Linked DNA regions of Mus musculus: regions 1 and 3 are each linked to region 2. Evidence: chromatin contacts called from public Hi-C data. All regions are on one chromosome and are shown on one strand. The core of a region is the stretch at or near the end of the contact, and the rest is flanking DNA. Distances in the headings are between cores, read along the strand shown. Region 1 has its middle 62 kb from the start of Gm22911. Region 2 has its middle 64 kb from the start of Gm46220. Region 3 has its middle 33 kb from the start of Gm31202.

The links. A called contact is a pair of places that touch in the nucleus more often than the background predicts.
Region 1: a contact with region 2 is called in a Hi-C map of cerebellar granule neurons, with 2.1 times the contacts expected there. The contact joins two enhancer-like sites. A contact is called at or near these places in 1 of 15 datasets of contacts at CTCF or cohesin (the NIH/3T3 cell line), 3 of 484 Hi-C or Micro-C datasets (cerebellar granule neurons and cerebellum), 5 of 115 datasets of contacts at active chromatin or transcription factors (astrocytes, differentiating embryonic stem cells, embryonic midbrain and 2 more) and 1 of 9 other capture datasets (embryonic trunk).
Region 3: a Hi-C map of cerebellar granule neurons shows a contact between it and region 2, with 1.7 times the contacts expected there. The contact joins two enhancer-like sites. A contact is called at or near these places in 3 of 484 Hi-C or Micro-C datasets (cerebellar granule neurons and cerebellum).

Annotation. Positions count from the first base shown.
Region 1 is chr10:38,552,090-38,555,674 of GRCm38.p6, forward strand. No RefSeq gene overlaps it. Among named protein-coding and RNA genes, the nearest start is that of Gm22911, 62 kb to the right of the region's middle. Within about 2 kb of position 1,877, at least 127 of the 459 cell types and tissues checked have an H3K27ac peak or open chromatin away from gene starts, as enhancers often do. A contact at or near this core is called in cerebellar granule neurons, where this site is marked.
Region 2 is chr10:37,993,781-37,997,445 of GRCm38.p6, forward strand. No RefSeq gene overlaps it. Among named protein-coding and RNA genes, the nearest start is that of Gm46220, 64 kb to the right of the region's middle. Within about 2 kb of position 2,086, at least 1 of the 459 cell types and tissues checked has an H3K27ac peak or open chromatin away from gene starts, as enhancers often do. A contact at or near this core is called in cerebellar granule neurons, where this site is marked.
Region 3 is chr10:37,395,649-37,399,447 of GRCm38.p6, forward strand. No RefSeq gene overlaps it. Among named protein-coding and RNA genes, the nearest start is that of Gm31202, 33 kb to the left of the region's middle. Within about 2 kb of position 1,788, at least 136 of the 459 cell types and tissues checked have an H3K27ac peak or open chromatin away from gene starts, as enhancers often do. A contact at or near this core is called in cerebellar granule neurons, where this site is marked.

The DNA.
Region 1 (3,585 bases), core at 627-3,126, 560 kb after region 2:
CCAGGATATGCCTTTATACATTCTTTAGCAACTTAATATCATTTACTAAACAACTGAAGAAGGGCTTTTCATTTCAATGCAAGGTTCTCTTTTATATTAAGGGAGCTGTTTCTCCCCATGGCCCTGTTTTGAGTGGAGGAGGAGCAAAAGATCCTTAGAGATAAGAATCAAATGACCTTCTTTAAGGGTCATTTGGAATTGGAGGCCAATGTAACAGTTCTTGCTGATGGATTTCTACACAGTTACTGGCGACTAACAGTCTATGGTAAATAGAATCTAGGGAAACACAAACCTGGGTCTGTCTGCCAATTCATTATAAGAGGTGTGTGGCCTGAACCTCTGACCTTTGTGGTGAAGGTCCCCTCTTTGTCCCGTTTTCTCTGTAGCACTATGGTGGCCACTGGCTTTGCTTTCTTTCTCCCATCCTGTCCCAACTCACCCCTGCTCCAACATCAAATCATACTTATTTTGTTTTCCACATCTGGTCTTTGCTCAGTTGATAATACTTCCTGGCAGGATGAACCATGGAAGGAAAATAAACACCATGTGTTGCTGGGACTACAAGTGATGCTCTCTTTCTCTGATGTCCCAAAGCTTGTTTCTCTTACAGAGCTGCCCCTAAGAGCACCATGAAAACACCGCCATGATGAGTTTGCTAAAGTTGCATACACAAGCACATAGGTAAACCAAATAATGTAACACATTAAAGTCAAGACTCAAGATGAAGGGAAATGTTCGGTCGATGAGTATCTGCTAGGAAAAACCAAACTTAACACCAAGGAGAGCAAACCCAATGTTTTCTGAATTCCTTGCTGCCTTTGAGTGTCAGAAGCTGGAGGATTGCAGTTTAGTGATCCCTCATGTCTGCAAACTCAGTTATCAGCTAAATTGGGTAAACATTATACCAACATACAAATATGTACATGTGTACATGTGCCGTGTGCTCAGTTCATAACACTTTGAGGAGCTTAATCATAAAATCTGAAAAATTCCTATTTATGATCTTCCTAAAAGAATTAACAAAAGTTCTTCTGGGTATTTAAACATATGTGTAAGGTTGGTTTTAATTTTACAATGTATCCTTTTACTTTAAGCAAACAAATAGTAGTAGTAGTAGTAGTAGTCGTAGTAGTAGTAGTAGTAGTAGTAGTAGTAGTAGTAGTAGTAGTAGTAGTAGTAGTAAATGATTGGCCTCATGGAGGTTATACTGATTTTTTTAAAGTTTATAATATAATTGTTAGGCTAGACAATACCATTCCTTTTCTGTATCTCCTCTCAAAACTCTAGAAATGAGTTCACAGTTGTGAATGTGGAAAAAAATTGTGTACTGCTTCCACAAGTGCTAACTGTGAGCTGGGAGAAAATTAGTCCATTTGCAGGCATTGGAAAACCAGGGAATCATTCCATTGTCAAGACAAGAACCAGCAGCTGCTTTGGATTCCATGTATTTCAAGGACAAATCATTCATTGACTCCTTTGACACCCAAAGTATGCCAATAATTCAATGTATTAGTTGGATGCAAATTTCATACAATAAGGTATGGAAAGCAAACTGTAATTGGGAGTGCTTGTGTGAATGGAGCTCTGTCCTTTGACAGAGCCCATTGTTGAACAGCAGCCTGAACCCCCGACCCTTTACTTTGCAAGGATACAATAGCCTTTGATATGAGGTGGTGGGAAAAAGACTTAGACACTCATTTCACATTCAGTTGCAATTCATCAGTTTGGCGGGGACTTTTAGCAGCTTTAATGACCACAGCAATTGATGGTTAAATCAATTTGTGCCGGTGACAGCATGGCTGGCCTCTAGACTGTAACAATCCAGGATTGCGCCAGGCAGAAAAGACTCTGTTATTCAGATGTGCGCGGTTCCTACTCTGCTCAGAGAGAGAACAATGAGAGAGTCTCTGGCTCAGGCAAGCTGGAAAACGTTCACATTCACTCCACTGCCTGCGCAATGTTGTGGCTTCTCTGTAAGGAGGTGCAGCGCATTTCATTCCCGTAAGTATTGTTGCGAGTAAAAATATACAGACGACAAAGATTTCTAACGTTTAACTATATCCTGAGAGATAGTAACAAACCAGAAAGAATTTAACCTTTGATTCCTTGATCGAACTGGGTGGTCCTACTCCTGCCACCACTGCGCACCCCTCCTCCACTTCCCCTCAAAAAAATTAGAAAAGGGAAAGAGAAAAGCAGCAGCAGAGATTACGATAGAGGAGGCTTATGTTTAGGAGGGAAAGGTGAGAAAACAACCCCACAGTATTTTGTGTAAAAAAGGAGGGAATATTGCTCCCTCTTCTGTTGATCAGAGGTATTTTTTTCCTAGTAATGATTTAAAAATACATGTTTACTGTGAAAATATGTAAATGTCAGCATAGTTCACTGAGTTGAACTGACCTGTTCAAGTTTCTTAAAATAAAAAGGCAAAGTAAGTATTTTTTTTTTAAGCTAAACCTACGTTTAACATTTAGGAATTCTGCAGGCATAACTGGCAATTTTTAAATGGGGAGAAGGATAAAATATCATCACAACAACATTAATTTTGGTTTAGTTTCATCAGTGAATTGCGTCATTAAATATAGGAATCAAGAATTAAACCATAAGCAAGACTTTTAAATTCTACAGAAAATGTGCAGCCTAAAACATACCTGTAAGATTAAGCAATGTGAAGCCAACATATTATTTGTATATCTGAATACTAATTAATGTCTGGCATAACGTAAGATACACAGATGACTGTAACAAACATGCAACTAAAGCTAATTAAAGGAAAGTTTCTTGTTTTTAAACATGTGTTAATGCTGCATTTATTAAACAAAATTTTTTAAGTAAAAAAAAAATAGTATACAAAAAGTATTAAATTCTACTCTGGACTGGATAAAATTGACTGTAAGGGTGGACTCTGACCCTGAGTTGCCTTTTATGTCCTATTAAGAATTAGACCAAATGATACAATTTTATTTTAGAGCTATGGTGGAGAAAAAAGAAAAGAAACCATGTCCAGAATATAAGCAGATCCATGGGAAATGGATGGCCCCGACTCGAAGCTATGGTGTTGTGGGAAAAAATGTAAACAAGGTTTTCGAACAGATTTGTCTAAACATTGAAAGAATATTGAGTCTGTACAGAGGAGGTCTTGGCACTGAGTCCAGAGCTGTGCTTGGTAACTGGGGAGGGTAGAGAAAAGGAGGAGAGTTTCCATGGCAACACTGGTGCTGAGCATAAATGGAACAGGCATGCATCTTCCCAAGGGAGGACTGGAGGGTGGAAAGTGGAAACGAGGGGTAAGGGCGGTAGGGCCCCCATGAAGATACTTTATGCTGAATAAGTGTTTTGTGTAACTGTGTGGCATGCTGGACATCACTGTGTGCATTCTGAGAGATATGAGACCTCTTAAAAACACTGCTGCCATGATCCAAGACAGTTCTAGGTGGAAATAAATGTTGTCTTACCATTTCTAGAGTGAACACAAATACACTGAACCCATCTTGCTTCTGATTTTGTTATGTCCCTTCAAAGTAGAATGAGAGGTGACATGAGTAAAGCTTTTTACAGATTATTTTTCTTTATTCTTGAGAGTCG
Region 2 (3,665 bases), core at 836-3,335:
CCTCACTTTGGAAGGATTGAGAATTATAGCTCGGTGTTTTCTTCCTTTTATTCTTTTAGACATCACTTTTTACACTTGTAGTGTTTTGCACTTTTTGCAAAATAGAAAGTGAATATTCCTTGGTAATTCAAAGTTATTTTTATGTCCTTTGGTCTCTATCAGAACTTCCCCAATATTTTCTAGTGTATTGTAGTTGTACTATAGTAAGCTCGGGTGACAATTTTGCATCCTTCCTGCTTAGCACTCTCTGAGTGTCCTTGATCTGTTGATATGCATCTGACATTAGTTTAGAAGAATTTCTCAAGCATTGTCAGTCAGGAGAGATGCTCTGTTTTATTCCTGATTTTTTTCCTTTGAAACTCCTTTTGCAAAGGTCATGTCTTTTTAAATCACCTGCAGTTCTTATTTATTATGTTATTGTTTTCCTTTAAAAGTTAGCCTTTGAGTTTTCTACTGTAATGTGTTCCAGTTTGGTTAGGAATTCCTCAGAAACATTTGTTTTTGTTAGGGTGATCTCTAGTGTTTCTTCTTTGTAGTTCTTAGAATGTCCCTATATTTTCCCATTTCTACTTGCATGCCATAAAGTTTATCCACTAGAGCTCAACTTATTAGTCATAGTCTTATATGTGCAGACACAATTCTACCATTGCCATATTCAAAGCAGACTTTCAGGCTCACTCTATTTCATTAATCTTTTTTTTCTACTTCTCATTGATAGGTGGACAACATTAATTGGGTGAAAGGAAGTTTTCGTACTCCTGTAGCTGGGTTATAGTTTTAGTGAGTCTCTCAGTCCTTGGAACCTGAAATTTACAAGCTCACTGCAATATTTCCTTTGCACAGAATAGCTACTGTGGGTTTTACTAGTATGCTTTCTCTCACATGTACATACAGTTTCCTATCTCTTCATAGAAGACAAATGGAGCCACAGTTGAATACTTTCCTTTCACAGGATCCATTATGCTCTGAGAAAATCCAATGTAGTTTGAGCTCCCTTTAAATAGTTTCTCCAAAGAGCAGATCTTTTAAAGCAGAATAGACAATCTCAAGTTTGTCCCTCTTTCTGTTTCATTGGCACAAAAAGAAGTGGTATTTTCTTTGCTAAATCTGTGAAAGTAATACAACTCTGGGAGAAAAACCTAGACATACCGGTGAAGAGGTTGTCTGAAATAAGGAATTTCTTCAAATAGCTTAGCCCATGGACTTGTTCATGGAGTATTACCTTCATTGATGATTGATGTGGCAGAGCCAAACATACTCTGTGACTTTGTCCCTGGGCTGTACAAAAACATGGGGAGCATTCCAGTAAGTCATGCTCCATGGTTTCTATGTAAGCTCCTGCCTCTGTGTTTGTGCCTTGAATTGCCATCTTGGCTCTCCTCCATGGTGGATTGTAGCCTCCAAACCAAAGAAGCTCTTTCCTTGCTCAAATTGGTTTTGGTCAGTGTTTTATCCCAGCATCAGTAGAAATAAACTAATACTTTCATTTCTTGTTACAACCAAAATGACATGTAACCTATTGACATGCTTGAAAACAAACAAAAACAAACAGACAGACAAAAACAACCTTCCCCTACATCCTTAATGTCCTGTGTCTACTCCTGTTGCTATTATAGCTTATTTTGTTGAAACAAGATCTTACTTTGTAGCCCCTCACATCAGATCTAGTCTCAAACTCTTAGATTAAAATGACTCCCTCCCATCCTCTACTCAGCCTTCCAAGATGTTAGAGAAGTCACATATCATGATGCCTAGCCCATTATAATCCTCTTTAACTTTGCTTATATCAGCAAAAAGACTGGAACAGTTTGAAGGAAATGAAGACTCTGATACATTTTATACTTTTCTATTGAAAAGTGATGTATTATGGAATATAACAAGGCTTATGCTTGTAGAGATATTTATATAGCTTGGCTTGTTTTTCCTTATTGACTTTCATGAAATAAAAATAAATGTATTGAATGGAATTGATAGTATTCAAATGACTAAGTATCTGAAGCCTACTATGTTACTCTTACTGGACCTATGTTGATCTGGTGAGTGGAAGGCTGAGTCAGAATTGGACCTTGGGCCTCTCCTCCTTCAATCTGCTGCACCATATGTCCCTAGACATGTTCTCATATCTTTTCATTATTTTGTTGGCAAAAGAGTCTTACCTTTCTGCCATGTCACATGGCAGATACATTTATGCCAACACTGAGCATATCTGAGTATATTCTACTTATGAAAGTACCATCACACAGACTAGGAAATGTGACAGTGGACAATGATTTAATGCTTGATTTAGAAAATAATATCTTGTGGTCTTAGGGTCACAAAAGTATCTTTTATTTTAAATGTCATTTCCAACTATGCTTGTTTCAAATCCTCCTTGCTCTATTTTTAAAATACCATTAGAAATTCTCTGTGTTTTAGCAGTGCCCACCTGGATTGATATTTTCAAGGCTTCCCTCTGCAGACCAAAGTTGGCAAGCATGCTCTATATGAGACAAATGCAAGAGGCACAATGGCATTTATGAAGCTCAGAATATTACAAACACATGATTGCTGATGACAGGCTAGATAAAAACTAGGAATATCTACACATACTTTTTATTCTTCAAAGCTGTAATTTGGGAAGGTGAAGAGCTTCACTTTCACTTTTTTATTTTACTAGGAAGGATTATTTCTCCATGATAAAATTAAATGGGTACATGTCTAAATGCTTAAAATATCAAAGAGTCAATCAACAATGAAAAAGAATGTCTTTTACGATTCAAGATATTAAAATATGTATTCTTCATACATATTCAGAAATATCTTCATAACTGTGTGAAAGAGACATATACCCACATTGCTCAGAAAGTGTTATGTGAAGTAGGAGAAGTGTTATGTGAAGGGGTGGCCAGATGTTGTCAGCCAGTTTTTCTTTTTAATGTTTGCCTGTAAGTCAGCAGCATTGATGAATAAGCAAGAATGATGATCTGTGCAACGTCTTTAGATAATCTTCAAACTGTTTTTAGCTGGTTCAAAGCACTGAAACACTGCCGTCATCTCATGATAACACAGATTTCCAGATTTCTGAAGTCAGCAAAATCTGAAGCTATTTTTGTTTGTTTGTTTCTAAATGTCTTCTTTTTCACTCTTTATATTTAGTGACAGGCCTTAGCTCCTGAGCTCCTGTTCTTCTGTCTCCAGTTCTACTATTGTTATCTCAATAATTATTTCACAAAAGCAATGCTATGCCCTACTAGCAATAAACAATATTCTCTCTGAAATAATCTTACTGTAACAGTACAATCTATTTTTATATATTATTTTCATACAGAATAATTTCAGTGAAATTTTTTTCTCTTAATCAAATGTTCAAGTTCAAGACTATGCTGTTTAGATGTTTTAAAGTGTGATACTCAGCCTGTTTTTAAATTATTACTATTATTATTACTAATATTATAGCTATGCCTAAGTTATATCCATATTCATTTTAATGGGTTGGACACTCTTCAAGTGCCACAAAAGTAGCAACCACCATTAATTCATAAGCATTACAGATGAAGATAATTTACTTTAAATTTTATTTTATTTAAATACTTGACATCATGGCATTATTGCCAGAATAATTATGAAAAAATTAAATAATTCAGAGGACGTCCATTTTCAACACAGTTCTTATGGGTACAAACTTC
Region 3 (3,799 bases), core at 538-3,037, 600 kb before region 2:
CGGCTTCTTAGTAGTCACATTCAAAGAAGAAACAAAGAAGGAGAGAAATTAGTTTCAGGGATCTTTATCTCTTGATCCCCTCTCTCCTCCTTTCTCTCTTATCTAGTGATGGGGATGAACTGGCGGGTGGGTGAAATAAAGGGCAGGAAAAAGAAGAACCCACAAAGTAGTAAAGACCAATTACAGTTTATACTGCAGTTCTGCTTTTTATGCCAGGATTAGAGAGAACAATATGTGTTCATCAATAGAGGGATGTAAACCATGAGACCTAGGTTCATTCAAGCCATAGTCTTCCAGGAGGCCCTCAATAAAAATCAAATATATCTTCTACCATGCTTGGATTCTGAATTGAGGAATGAGAAAAAGAAAGTTGCTAGGCATTGGTAGACCACACCTTTAATCTCAGCACTCTGAGAGGCAAAGACAGGTGGATCTTTGTGAGTTCAAGGCCAGCCTGGACTACAACTCAAGTTCCAGAATAGCCAGGACTGTTGCACAGAGAAACCCTATGTCAAAAACAAAACAAAACAAACAAACAAACAAAAACCTGCGACCACCACCACCAACCAAACAACCAATCCAAATCTCCAAAACAATGGACTGTCTAAATGTTACCTTCGTTACTGATGGCAGCACTCTGCAGGTGTTTTAGAGAGGAAAAGGGTTAAACTGGAAAATAGAAGGCAGCACATCAATGCTGTGCCCAGTATCCTGGTGGATTTCATACCTGAGCAGGGGGTAGTGGGTGTACTGTCACAGTCAGGGCCCCTGAGAAGGGACAGAGCAGAGTGTGCTTATCAAGAAGTCATACACTCTCTTAGAACCATAATGAAAGACACAGAGGAAAAAAGGCTCTTCAGAGGAAGGTAGTATCTGGTGTGAGATCAAAGTGTCATGTTAGTGAAAAAAATGAGAGAATACAATTTATAGTTTACTATCACATGCAAATCAAAAGCTACACACAGAGCACAATTGAATACTAGGAATTTTTTAAAAAAGATATACACTTAAGAGAATTCATAGGTGGTAGGTTTGAAAGAAAGAAATTACATGCATTGTAAGCTTAGTTGTGTCTATGGAGACGTAGTTTTATTTATTTGTTTAAATAAAAGAGACTTACGCAGATAAAGGGAAACAGGGTGATTTGAAGTGATGTCAGTGGACAACTCCTTTCCTTACTAAGAAAACACCAAGAATGTAGAAACTACAGCACAGCAGTGCTTTAATATATATGACCAGAAACATCAGACAACAAGAAAAAAGACCGCAACAATAGGGTCAAATTTCCAATATGGACAAGATATTTGGGGACTTTCTAATGCCTAGAATCTTTTGACATGGTTCGTTCTCTCTTTATAAAAATCAAAGTTTAACGCGTAGCTTTTGGTCGAGCTGGAGAAGCGAATGGAAATCACACTTATAACCTCGGTGTCCTTTGAACTTCGGGTTATACTTTTCTCTTCCAGGTCCACTTTTTATCTAGCTCTCCGCTCCCATTTCTCACTAGTGATTATGAGATGTTGTGTTAAGTCAGTTCCTTTCCCAGAACTAAAACAGGAAGACAACCGGCTTTTCTATCTGTGTGGAATAAATATCATAAAAGAAATCTAGCAAACTGCACCTCCTTTCGTGGAGCTGGGTTGGGGATCCAGCCAGGGCGGGGCGGGTTAGACATGGCTTAGGAAGGACATGGCTGAGCCCAAGGCTGTCGCGGGTCTGCTAAACTGCACAGAGTGCCACTTGCAAAGTCCCTCTCTGCCCCATGGCGACAGATGGTCTTTCTTCTGCCTGTGTGTGTGAAGGGGGTGGGGAGTGGTCATAACAATAAGCAGCAGTAGCCACTTGACAGCTTCTTGCTGCCAGGAATTTGCATGGGGGTGGGGGCGGGGCGCTTGCTGCCATCTGGAGAACTTCAGCTCACTGAGGAAGAACCGGTGTCTCCGCCTGTATGCGCCCTAGTGGGTGTTGGGATCTGGGATCTGGACTCCCGGGGAAAGCAGAGAGCAAGAAGCAAATCCCCAGTGAGGCTTCTGCTGCTCTGGGGAAGAGAGACTGGACCTGCACGCTGGGCTGGCTGGGCGGAGGTTATGCCCACAGGTCTGGCACTTCAGAATGATTCAGGTCAGCCACGGTGTCGCCTTTGGAACATGGGTTTGTTTACCCACCAGTAGTTGGTGGGGGACATGTGGACTGGAAAAGAGGAAACCCAAACCTGTACCCCTTTCCCATGACCTCCGGAGGAAAGTTCAGTGAGGCAAAAGGCTGACCATACACCCCAGGGACGCTTTTCTCAGACCACAGTGCTGTGCATTATAAACACATGTGCAACTCATTTAATTAAACACATAACAGCTGCTGAGATGTTTGTGCGTTTAAAAAGCAAAATGTATTTTCAGTGCATTTTAAAAAATAAGTTTTTTTATTCGAAATACCAATTGAAACCATGTGGTCTCCTTTTTACTAAAAAAATAAAAATTTCTCCAAAATATGTTCAGTGGATATTTAAGATTTACTGGGATAAAAAAGGCAGCTTTAACAAAATATTATTGTGTTGGGGAATGTATTCTATAGCTAAAAAGAATTAACATAAAAAAGAATTAATATTATCAGCCCATGGGTTGTAGTTAATAGATAATCCCAAAGCTTTATAAGCTCTCGAATCTTCCAGAATCTCCAGCACCAAAAACAAATAAAAAAAAAAATACAAAAACCAAAATAACAACAAAACAAACAAGCAAGCAAAATACAATAAAGTTCCACATGGGAGAATAAAAAGACATGATCGGATATGTGTTAATTATGGGCTAATGAAATAAATGAGAGTAAATCTCTGTTTTCTGTGCTGGGATTTTCAGGGTGGAAACCATAATATTTCTTTTATTACCCCAGCGGCTAACCCAATTCCACTACGAAGGAGGAGCCTGTTTTTCAGCCTGAGTAGTGACAATGAACACAGGTTAATACTGACAAACCTAACACTAAGCCCACAGAAGTACTTGCAAGTGGCATCTGGAATCTAAGAGGTAAACCATCATGGTGAGACCAGCAAGTTCTCAGTAGCTGCCACTTCTGGTCCTCATCCAGCTAACCTGAATGTATGTGTGCCCCAATCTCTGAAACAATAAATTCTCTGAGTTTAGGATACTAACAGGTGAGCTTTTGGGTCCCATAAAGATGGCAGACATGAGTCCAGAATTTTTAAGTATTCAATCAAGGCAGCTTTCTAACTCGCTGAAAGCTATGTCTACACAGTGTGCAAATGCTAAGGCACACGTGTTTATAGGTACACTGCATTATTTCAGAGAATGTGAACTCTTTGCTCTGTGGTGGCTCAAGTTTGAAATTTATACTTCTTTAAAAACTTTTTTTTGGGGGGGTCTATGAAGTCTTAGCTATCCTGGAACTTGTATGTTAACCAGGCTGACCTCAGACTCATAGAGATCTGCCTGTCTTGGAGTCTAGAAAGCGAAGATTAAAGGAATATGCCACCATAGCCCACAAATTGATACTTTTGAGCTGGGCCAGACTTAGTGGCACATCTTCAAATCCTAGTATTTTGGAGGCAGGCAGATCTCTGTGAGTTTTGAGTTTAAGGCCAGCCTGATTCACATAGTGAGCTATAAGCAAGTTAGGGTTACATAGAGAGACTTGTCTCAAACAAACAAACAAACAAATCTTTTAAATGCAATTGGCCTACATTTTTAGGTAGAGTTAATGACTTAATTTGGTATTGATGGGGCTTATAAAATAACTATGAACACCATTCTATCATAGTATTTCATGAACCATTCAAGTTTAT